Linked DNA regions of Bombyx mori: region 2 is linked to region 1. The links are chromatin contacts, called in public Hi-C maps. All regions are on one chromosome and are shown on one strand. The core of a region is the stretch at or near the end of the contact, and the rest is flanking DNA. Distances in the headings are between cores, read along the strand shown. Region 1 overlaps LOC101745685 (protein lap4). Region 2 holds the start of LOC101746305 (putative inner dynein arm light chain, axonemal).

Region 1 (5,805 bases), core at 2,141-4,640:
TAAGAAGGAAAGTATTTCACTCAATGTTCACACGCTGCTGATACGCTTTTGGTGTTAGAAAAACTAATGAAGAAACAGTACTCGGCTCAGAAAAACCGAGAATAGTCTTCTTAGAAATCGACCGATCAGTCAGTGTGTCCTGCCTTGCCAAAACTAGCAAAGTCATGATGCGATTTCACCTCAATTGGATGATGTTTATTTTTTTATTTGGATCACCTTGAGTTCACTGACTCGGCTGTCGTTTGCTGTTTACTCAATAACGAGTGTTACATCCCTATTCCGAATGCTTTTAATCTGTCACGGTATGGCACAGATAATATTCGGATAGTATGTAGTACTACCATTGTATAGGTGCACTTTGATTTTTTATTCTATTTCTAAAGTTTAGAAACGTCCACCTAATTAGTGAAATTTTATGTATATAACAAGTATCTACTTCAATAGTGATGACACGGATTTTGTTTGTTTGTTTTTTTTTTTATATTTTTTACGCAGTGTTTATCTGCCGTGCGTTTTTTGTGAAAGTGAGGCTTTTATGGTAAAGTTTGCGCCATTGCTTTTTCGAGCTTTCATTTTGTTGTGCAACTTTTAGCGAGCAATTACAATTGAATTCGATTTCAATTATGATTGAAATTGATAGTAATGGATAAATGAATACAATGTAAATGCTCTCTAACGCTTATGTTTTGTTTTTGCTGTGTATATACTAAATGCACTTGTCACACCACGAATAGAGCTGGAACACACATCAGAAGTCGGCAGTGGACAGTGGTACAGGGATCACAAATATATATCACGGTCGGGGGAGATTGATAATATCAAAGGTAAGACTCGCATAGCTTCCTTCACTGTACCTACTACACACAAACTCGATCCTATTATGAATATCTTAAATTGGTTTCTTTCAATATGTATTATCACTTGTAGATTAGATTAAAATGCGCACTGTATATTTTTAATTATTTTTATCGGTGAACATCCCAGAAAATAAGTTCATTGTACTTTTTAGTAGACATTTTTTTTAAAATCTAAATTAAATTATGTCGCAGGTTTTTGTGATTACGTTCGTTAAAACGTTCCATATTTAAAAAAATAATAATGAAATGGTGCAATTTATTTAGTGACGTAAATGTGGACAAACAATTACATTTCTTAATGTCTAAATACATAATAGTTGGTTGATAATTTTGTAACGAATGTCAAACGTAATACCTTTATCGAAAGTTGCATATCTATGCAAGGTCAAAACGGTTAAGGATACGTGATGTTGTTATGACGAGCTCGATGTACATAGATAGATATTATTGCACACATAATTTGTCGCCATATAACGTTTCACGTTATAATATAGGTATATACTAGTGGTCCCACAGAATTCGAAATTCGACTATAATTATTAATTTAAATTATAAGTTTTAACATTATTATAGTTCTATGGTCAAAAACTTTACTTCTTTAATCACATATTTCGCCAAGGTTACATTACAGGCAAATAATATTAAAGACCCAACAATATTTATTCTATTCTCAATTTGACTACAGACTAAACAATAAAAAAAGTTTGACCTATGGGTTGTGTCAAATACATGGTAGTTTGTGTAATGTTTTTTTAATTGATTTAATGTATTTTTTATGCATAATAAAAAAAAAAACAGCATTCTACACTCCTTCTCTATATTCTCTATTAGTATGGGAAATTTCATACTCCTCTGTTCCGCAATTTTCGTAAAAAAACCCCAAGTTTTTGCTTCACGTATTAATATATAGATAAATGGCAGATCGAAAACAATTAACACGTAAATTTCTATCGCATTTCCATGTTCATATTCTCATCGCCTTATGTAATTGTGAAATAAACATTTTTTGGTAGTCATACGCTGTTAGCAATGTCGTAAAAGCTGCGAATCTTTTTTTTTCTTTGGTAATTTGTAAGCAGCTTCGTTGTGGTTGTCCCGCTTTTAAAATTATTATGGTAACACTACAGAATATACATGTCCGCATTAAAAAGTGTATTGGTTTAACAGATACGAGCGTTTCCCGCGATCGTGATTCGGACAACGAAGATTGGGAGGAGAAGGAGGCGTCGCGCACTCATTCCGTTAAGTTCACGGAAGACGTTTCGGACGTTCGAGAGGTGAGATACTGTTGTTGTTTTTCATATAAGATACCTCCGTACTCGAGGGCAGGTTGGAGGTTTTCGTGTACAGAGAAACACGCTTATAAACACTTTAGATATAATGTACAGACGTGCTTTCACAGTGCAGGCAGTACGATCAGAGACGGTAGTGTTAGATTAAGTTGTTGGTTCAGGAGGAAGTTTCGAGGTAACTTTTCAAGACAAAGGGCGTATTTGGCGTTGAGTTCTATACTCGTTGCGTTTGAATAATTTGTGCTGAACAGTTATGTAACATTGAGTTTTTTTTTATTTATATTTATTATCTCACTGTGATTAGAAATAAAATAGGAATATTAATGTTAAAATTTGCGTATCTCATTAATCGATATTTTTATCTTTTTTATGTACTAGTTTTAGTTTAATAAAGGAACTGTAATAATTTGTAATATTGTTTTTATTTTGGATTATTGTAATTGTATTTAGTTTTTACAATATTAATATAATGTACTGTGAAACAAAACGACCTTAATATTACATTATTCTCAAATAGAAGACACCATACTCATACATATGATAAATATACAAATGTATGTAAAATACATTTAAAATAAATGCAAATATAACTTTAACCGTGAATATTATCACATCTGTTGAATTATTTAAGTAAAAAAATGTCAGTAACGTTTTCTTTATCTATGAACAAAATAGGATGAGTTTCCGAAAATCAAGTAGATTAATCATGTTTCTATGCATCGGTTGAAGATAAGAATTTTTATTATACAATTTTAGTTATATTTTCTTCTTAAAGAAAGTAAATATTCATAAAAAATACATACTTTTGTTAATTGAATATGAATATTGGTTGTAAGTAATTTAAGCGTTTGGTGAAGGGGAAATGAAAAATGCACAAAAATGATTTCTTTATTGAATTTTTGAAAAGTAATTTATTACTTAATTAAATTAAAATCTATTTGCATATTTAGATTAAGTTAACGTACAATTCTTGTTCAGTTTCGAAACGTCTAAAACGTGTATATAAACTAATATTTGTTTGTACATTTTAATTATTTAGTGAGAATGAATTCAATTTTAAGGTCCCATCGATTCAGGAGGACAGTGACGAGGTGACACTTTCTGAGTCTTCCTTCGCGCCACAGTCGATGTTGTCGTTCCGTCGACCGATTAATGTAGTTCGCAAGCTAGTTACAACACAACGGAGGAGTTCACTGCAACGGCTCTCCTCCTCTATAACTAACCTCGCGGAGGTACACGGCGACGCGGCTCGCGCGGTGCATTCACAATTCGTTACAACAGATGGCGCCACTATATCCGCACGCTATTTGCGTGTATACCCGCTGACGTCGTAGTAGTAGAATTCGATTCGAACTCTATCCAAAAGTATATAACGGAAACGCATCGAGTTACCGTGTTTAATGCGAAGAAACATCACAATTTGTATGGTACATCTTAAATTTATCTAATCATGAAAAAGTATTATAAATTTTCATTAAAAATCAAACAGATGATAAAACGTTGTGAATGCACAGTCAGCGAGTCGATTTTAAGCTGCAATAACACAGCCTCTTGCTCTTTCGCAGTAATTAGAGAGAAACCTATTTATGCTAAAAGTAGATTAACGCAATCCTAGTTTACTACCTAAGTGACGTCAAACCTTCAGCATACATGTTACACAGTAATCGTTTATCACTAACCAAAGAACTTGTGCCAAAACAAATTATCCCAGTATGCTTTCACTCACGTAGCTCTACAAAATCTTTTTAACGAAATAAAAAAAATTAAAAACAGCAATTCAATGAATGCACTTGCTCAATGATTTTTCGTTTTTTTTTCCGTATTATTTTGTACACACTGAACACGTCAATTTCTTACAACGCAGCGCACTTTGTTAGTTTATATATTTAGTTCATATTTAAATTGCACTTAGCGTAGATAAGTCGATATCAGTAAGACGTCTTAGCTTCGCACACAGAAGATTGGATGTGATATCATATCCTGTGATTCACTCAGCCTCGCTTCATAGTGAATTATATGATTATTCGTTTAATTGGCAATTACCAGTGAGACAATTTCTTAAAGTAGACATTATAATACTTAAAACCTTTCTTATAAGTATTCTGTTTTAATTGATATGCTAAAATTGAATATGTATATACGAAAGAAGGTTTATTTCGTTTCGGAATTCCGTGTGATAATAATCGAAAATGATAAATTTTAACACCACTCAATATTTCTAGTATTTTAACTATCACCGATATATCTTAAGCACATGTAAGCTTGAACGATCTATGTGCTGCTGGAAATGTTTTATTCGCATTAAGATTTTTTATTCTTGAGGTATATTTATAATTTTATTTATAAGCATGTTTGCATGGTTTCTATAAAAAGATATTCTAAACGTATTTAATAACTAGTTTTTGATAAATAAATAGAAATTAGAATTTGTTATCGTTTTCACAGACACCGTTCGTAAGACAGAACACGCCTCATCCGAAAGACTTGAAAGCGAAAGCTCACAAGCTTTTGGCTGGACGATCACCGGACAATGCGATCACGCAACCAGCGAAGACCGAATCGCCCACTACGAACGGATTACCTTTGTCCCCTATAAAAATTGTTCCAGTCGTAGAAGAGAAAGTAGAGGTGAGTTTATTTAAAACAAGCGGCCCGCTCCGGCTCCGCTCGGGTCTTTAACAAAAATTTTAACGATATTCGACGTTGTTTTATTTTTTTTAAATAAAAGAACAATTATTGCGGTATAACTGTATACTTAAACATATGCTGTCGTGACACTATTTGTAAATAATGTGTTCTACAAAGTCGTAGTACATTATTTTTATTCTATCATCAATAGTTTTTCGCAGGGCACGCGATGTAAAGAATATTTTAGGTAATTTTTTACACCTCTGGTTACATTATTGGAGTTTTACTAAGGATCCCTAATTTTTTCAAAAATGATTATGGCCTATGTCACTCGGAAATAGTGTAGCTTCCAAACAGTGAAAGAATTTTTGAAATCGGTTCAGTAGTTTCGGAGCCTATTCAATACAAACAAACAAACAAATTTTTCCTCTTTATAATATTAGTATAGATGTAGACCAGACACATTGTGGTTTACATGTCCGAATGCCATTTGAACTTATGGTATTCTAGGTCGAACTAACGAGACATAGAGAAAGTAATTTTTTAAACCGTATAAGGTGGAATCAGATCTTTCGATATTTGCATGCTAATCATGTCGATTGGCCAAAATTTGTATTAATATCGGCATCGCGACCTGGTTATTTCATTTCTAGTTTTTATAAAAGCAATTTGTTGTTCTATATCGTAGGACGAGGTACAGAAAATCGAAGAGATCCCGGAAATAATTAAAGACGACGACAGCGACACTATAACTGCAGTGGATCGGGATTCCTCTGAAACTGAAAATGATGAAAACGAAGACTCGGACGAACTTGAGGTGGGTTTTATAATAGTACACTAATCACTAATTATATTGTATTATGACGTGTGTTAATGAAAACATATCACTTACGGCCTCAATAATAATGTACGTGGACTAAGGTAGTCGGTGTGTGTACGTTAGCGTTACGATGCAGGTTTTGGTCGATTTTACCCAATTTTTTCCAAGCAATCATATCAAGAAGTTTATTGGTCATAGAGCGTATTAT
Region 2 (5,805 bases), core at 1,931-4,430, 57 kb after region 1:
GCATGTTCAACGAGTGTTTCATAAATGTGTGTCCTTGATACCTTTTAAGGTTTTTAGCGAGTAAATACGTGCATTGTAAACTAATGAAATTATTGTATGTTTGTCCCAACTAAATGGTTTAATATATATTTTAATAAAATTAATAACTTTTCATTTTATTTCGAATTCATCATTTATCGTTTAACATTTTACTATCAACAAACATGTAACGTATGATAAAATTTACATTTCATTAATTATTAATAAAAGAACTTAAAAGTATTAAAACTATTAACAGTTTAATTTTTGACGGGTAGTTACTTCTTGGGTGCTATAATTCCTTCCAGTTGCGCCTGAAAATGGGAAAAAATAATTTAAATATCAAAATAATCATTTAATTTGATCTTCAATGGCAATATCCGTGGCAATGCCCATAGTAACCTCAAACGATTAGGCGAGTCATAGGCTTTTTTTTTTGGTCAGGAGGAAATCGCCGGACTCCTACCCTCCACTGGGGATAGCGGGCGGGGTATGTCGGAGTCGAACCGACTAAAACCTCCTGTCGCTCAACAACCCACGTCCGAGCCTCGCATGAGACAGAACTCATGAAAAGGCAAAGGGGGGAGAGTGAAGCGTTTAGTGCGGAGCACATCGCTCCCATCACCCTCCCCCTCGGAACACAGGACCGGCGGTCGTCGGAGTCATAGGCTTGCCTGCTTTTTATGGCACTAAAGCTTTAACTTACTTTCAACTGAGCGTTAGTTTTCTTCAAAGCTAACAATTCCTCTTGATGTCGTTTCTCTTCAGCGGCCCTAAGTTCCGCGGCCCGTCTCTCCAACTGTTCCGTTTTCTGCTTTAACTCCATACATTGCTTCTCCAAGGTCGACCGTTCCGCTTCTAACTTAGCCACTTGGTCCATGAGATCTGATTTCCCTTGTTCCGACTATAAAATATAAATAATTTTTTTTTTCTTTATAGCTTAGATGGATGGACAAGTTCACAGTCCACCTGGTGTTAAGTGGTTACTGGAACCCATAGACATCTACAACGTAAATGCGCCACCCACCTTGAGATATAAATTCCAATGTCTCAGTATAGTTACAACGGCTGCACCACCCTTCAAACCGAAACCCGTTACTGCTTCACGGCAGAAATAGGCGGGGGGTGGTGATACCTACCCGTGCGGATTCCCAAGAGGTCCTACCACCAATAAAATATATGACAATTATATATGTAAAAGAAGCAAAGCTCAACGCAAACGTGCGGTAGCTTACCGCTGAAGGCTCTTCAAATTAAATTTCGAGGTAAACGTGTGATGGCATTCAGAAATCATCGTGAGTGGAGCTCGTTCCGGACTAAGTAATTTCACACATACGCTGTCTTTATTATAATTCGGAAGTCATCGCGACATCGACAGTTGGTCTGTGGATTTCAGTAATCACTTAACATCTGGTGGGCCGGTAGCTTGTTCACACGTCGAAGCAATTAAAAAAAGATCCTGAGACCTCACAATCTGAAGGCAATGATAAAAAACAACATTAGGTGGCGGTTACACTCTTCACAATTTACGATGACCTTCGAATTACGATTCAAAGTTGACTGTTAAAAGGCGCGAGAGAGGTGAAAAATAACTGATATATTCTATATATTTTGTAATTATTTTTTTCGTATTTCCATAATGTTTTAATTATTCAGCAGTCAATCTAGTAAATCGTAATTTAAATGAACCTCACCTGTAGAGCTTTTCTCATACCGAACGCGATAGAACTGCAATATAAGGTCTGGTAAGCTTCCATAGTGATTCGTGCCTCATCCCGCACCCTCAGCAGAAGTAGTCCTCTTTCCCCACAGTTTATCGTTACCTTCGAAATGAAAATTCAAGCCTACTTTCAATAACAAAAACACGATTTCTTTGGATTATTTCAACGTATTTTGAAATGTATATTAAGAAGAGATTCTTAAGAAAATTTCACGCTATTTGAAAGAAACTACCTGTCTGATAAGTTCATCAAAACATTGGGTGTACAATTGTCTTCGAACTGGACATATACCGGTTTCTCTGGCTTGTCTCTGCTGCAGACGAGTATCGAGCATTTCTTGCAGGTTTATCACGTCCAAACGGGTCGCCGGAGTAGAAGAAATCTACAATATAACGGTAACAAATGAACTTTAATATTTTTATCCATTTAATTAGTGAATACTCCGTTCTTGGTGGTACTGGTTGTAGGACCTCTTGTGAGTCCGCACGGGTAGGTACCACCGCCCTGACCATTTCTGCCGTGAAGCAGTAATGCGTTTCGGTTTGAAAGGTTGTATAAGTAGATCTTAGAACTTATAAGAATATTATATTTATTATTATATTTAAAAAACTCTCCACGAGACAGGCAGTGCCTAGTGTGGAGAGTTTTTAGCAAACTGTTATGTGTAAATGTATCAAGGTTAATAAATAAATTATTATTATTATTATTATATATTTTAGTTATATCTCAAGGTGGGTGGCGCATTTACGTTATAGATGTGTATGGGCTCCAGTAACCACTTAACACTAGGTGGGCTGTGAGCTCGCCAACCATCTAAAAACTAAACCTCAGAACCATTGAAACGTTCTACAAACGATCATTAAGTGTTTTCTGTGTAGCGCCCTTTCTGTCTTCTTGGCGTGCCCGGGGCCTACTGGTGGTATCAACAGTTTACCATAAATTGGGCCGTCAAGTTCAAGTCTGTCTGTCTTTATTTTACAGCTGCAAATTGTAGTACCTTTTGTGTCCATATTTGTCCATCTTCCTCCCATTCTTTCGGGGGTAAAATAGCATTTAAGATCTCTTCAGTTTCTTTCTTTGCTTCGGTGGGTACGCACGGTTGTGTTGAAGCGCCAGCTCTCGGGGAAGGCTGTGTAAAACATTTTTATTATAAAATGAACATTATTTTTTTATTAACGAAGATCCTTTGATAAATCAAAAATCTTACAACTTTTTCCTGTCTTTTAGTCACCAACACTGGGTTGTCGTAACGGACTAACGTCTCTTCTGCAGATACCGGTGCCCGTTCTCCCATTTCCGTTTGTTTTTGTTGCAAAATACCTATTTGACTTTTTGAGAAGTCACGGTTATCGTGGCAGTAATCAAATTAAAACGTAGTGATTCTAAAATTCTCTCTGACAAATTGTCAAGCAAAATGTTATTTCCATAGCAACGGCTCTTAGCATCTGCCTAGTATTTTATACTTTTTTAATAATCTTTATAACCTACTAGTACTGGTGGTAGGACTCTTGTGAGTCCGCGCGGGTGTGTACCACCACCCTGCCTATTTCTGCCGTGAAGCAGTAATGCGTTTCGGTTTGAAGGCTGGGGCAGCCGTTGTAACTATACGTAGATCTTAGAGCTTAAATCACAAGGCGGGTGGCGCATTTATGTTGTTGATGTCTATGGGCTCCAGTAACCACTTAACACCAGGTGGGCTGTGAGCTCGTCCACCCACCTAAGCAATAAAAAAACCTAGTAACCTTACGTTTCCCTAGTAAAAAGTGTATCTTATTTAATGTGATATAAGTATAAAAACTGCTATATTATGGACGACTGCATCGGTCTTCCAAACGAAGATGTACATACCTACGTTATCAATGCTTGCGCGGATGACATTGTGGGGTATTTATTTTAAAAAACCTACGTCCTTAGCGATAGCTAGGCCATAGATAAGACATTTAAAATGGGAGCTACTCTTCTCAAAGCACTTGTTGGCCATAGAATAGACTACAGCGAAGCTTGATATTATCAGGTCGACATAAGTGTCAATTTAATTTGTGTACATGTACGTGTTGGTGATAATAGAAATGAAACGGTTAATGACTTAGAATGAGCTCTGAAAAAGTAATCATAGCAATTAGGCTGCGAACCGTGTATCCAAATTACAACGAAGATCGTTCATAGTACACTGAGGGACTGCGAAACCAAATTTACCATGGAATGCAATACACATTACATGAACTTTCTGGTTGAAACGAATATAGATAAAGCCATAAGTTTTTGAAAGTCAGCTTAGACATTCACTTAGGCCACCACCAAGATATTTTCATAAAATCGAACATTGCGAGTTAACGAGCTATCAGGAATACCTAGTAATTTTTTTTATTGCTTAGTTGGATGACGAGCTCACAGCCCACCTGATGTTAAGTGGTTACTAGAGCCCATAGACATCAACAACGTAAATGCGCCACCCACCTTGTGATATAAGTCATATAAGTTCTAAGATCTACGTATAGTTACAACGGCTGCCCCACCTTTCAAACCGAAACGCATTACTGCTTCACGGCAGAAATACGCAGGGTGGTGGTACCTACCCGCGCGGACTCACAAGAGGACCTTCCACCAGTAATAAAATAAATGTTAAAGTACTAAATCCTAGGGGCAATAGTATCCGGACTAAGTTGTCTTAAAGCTCCAAACACTTATACAACTCCTATGAGTAGTATTAGTTGTAATATATTCCGGTGCTATCGGGCCTCGTGATCGTTGATATATTTTACCTACCCATTCGTTGGTAGCCTAAGGGGCTATTCCAGGAACGCGCGGACGTGTATGAGTTCACTGGCTCCACCTGAGAGAGTTTGCCAACACTGGCCCTGGCAAGAGCAATGTTTCGTTAAAACCTACAGGATCAGAATCGCAACCCACTGAGAAGAACTGACGAGAAACTGTTTGGGTTATGTCAACAGGCTAGTTCGCACTTCCAACTCTTAATCGCAGAGTTCGCGTGCATAGATATCGAAAAATAAATTTGGAGGTTAAATTTTTGTTCAAATATAACAAAACGATTATGTGGAATAAATTTTTTTATTATGTCATTTCTATGAGGATATTTAAATAACATTTGAATTAATTCTACAAATATTTTTTTCATAATAAACACAAGCATCAGTCTTTTTAACTTGTTGAGTTGCACTACACTTTTAATCAAAATGAAGTCCACGGTTTTTCTGTATTCATTGTGAATCACTACTTGAACTTGAACTGGAGTCTGTGGACATAACTTCAACATCTTCTTGGTTGGGAGCATCCTTCCCTCGGCCATCAATAGCTACAGAGTTACCGCCTCCAACAGACATGTGTAGCTCGCCTGATGGATGCCAAGTGAATTGGCTTGAAGCTGAAGCTGGTACTGAAATAATATAACACAGTAAACCTGATTAACAAGCAAATGGTTTTACATGTTTTTTTTACCTAATGCAATTAACAAAAGGGTAAAATGTTTCTGTAAAATTCTGATGATAAGAATATTCTTAAATAATTTCCATGGGTTATGGGTTTTGAAGGAAGCCTCTGTTGACAATATTAATAAAAAGAGGTGGCAATAACATAGGAGATTTTTTTTATTCTTTACAAATCCTATAGAAATTTGATCATTAATTCAACTTTCCTGAAAAATATTATTCTTGTATATTTGAGTTTAATACAGTGGTCCAAAACATGATATATCTGCCAAAGCACTTGCTGAGTAGTTTAGGTGTTTGGTGTTCCCTATCACCCACTTCTCTCATAGCTATTAATAACTATGATAATACATGCTTATTGTAGATGAATCAAATTAACTATAACGATAAAGTACCAATACTAGAATTGTATAAATATGTACTGCACAAAGAGTTCTATACATATGCAACTTGTTCTAAGAATGATTCATTAATATAATGAGTAATGCATTTATACCTCCACCAGTTGTTATACGATGAAGTTCATTCAGTGTAGAAGGCGTGTGACCATTCAATGGCAGATCACAGAGGCGACCGAGCATTCCTAATCTCATTTCTAAATCAGTTGGATAAGGCCGACG

The links. A called contact is a pair of places that touch in the nucleus more often than the background predicts.
Region 2: a contact with region 1 is called in a Hi-C map of whole pupa, with 2.6 times the contacts expected there. The contact joins the promoter of LOC101746305 here to the enhancer-like site in region 1. A contact is called at or near these places in 2 of 7 Hi-C or Micro-C datasets (both in whole pupa).

Annotation. Positions count from the first base shown.
Region 1 is chr6:8,128,476-8,134,280 of ASM3026992v2, forward strand. LOC101745685 (protein lap4) reads left to right here. Exons shown (of 35, transcript XM_038011696.2): 8 at 2,025-2,134; 9 at 4,595-4,777; 10 at 5,466-5,594. Among protein-coding and RNA genes, the nearest start is that of LOC101745685, 29 kb to the left of the region's middle. Within about 2 kb of position 3,391, at least 4 of the 8 cell types and tissues checked have open chromatin away from gene starts, as enhancers often do.
Region 2 is chr6:8,185,207-8,191,011 of ASM3026992v2, forward strand. It overlaps LOC101746305 (putative inner dynein arm light chain, axonemal), which reads right to left and starts at 3,181. Exons shown (of 6, transcript XM_004930554.5): 1 at 2,947-3,181; 2 at 2,737-2,868; 3 at 1,972-2,121; 4 at 1,713-1,841; 5 at 725-922; 6 at 148-332. The coding sequence starts at 3,033. The coding sequence ends at 297. LOC101745685 (protein lap4) reads left to right here. Exons shown (of 35, transcript XM_038011696.2): 35 at 1-146. It overlaps LOC101746442 (mediator of RNA polymerase II transcription subunit 4), which reads right to left. Exons shown (of 5, transcript XM_004930555.5): 4 at 5,682-5,805; 5 at 4,790-5,133. The coding sequence ends at 4,958.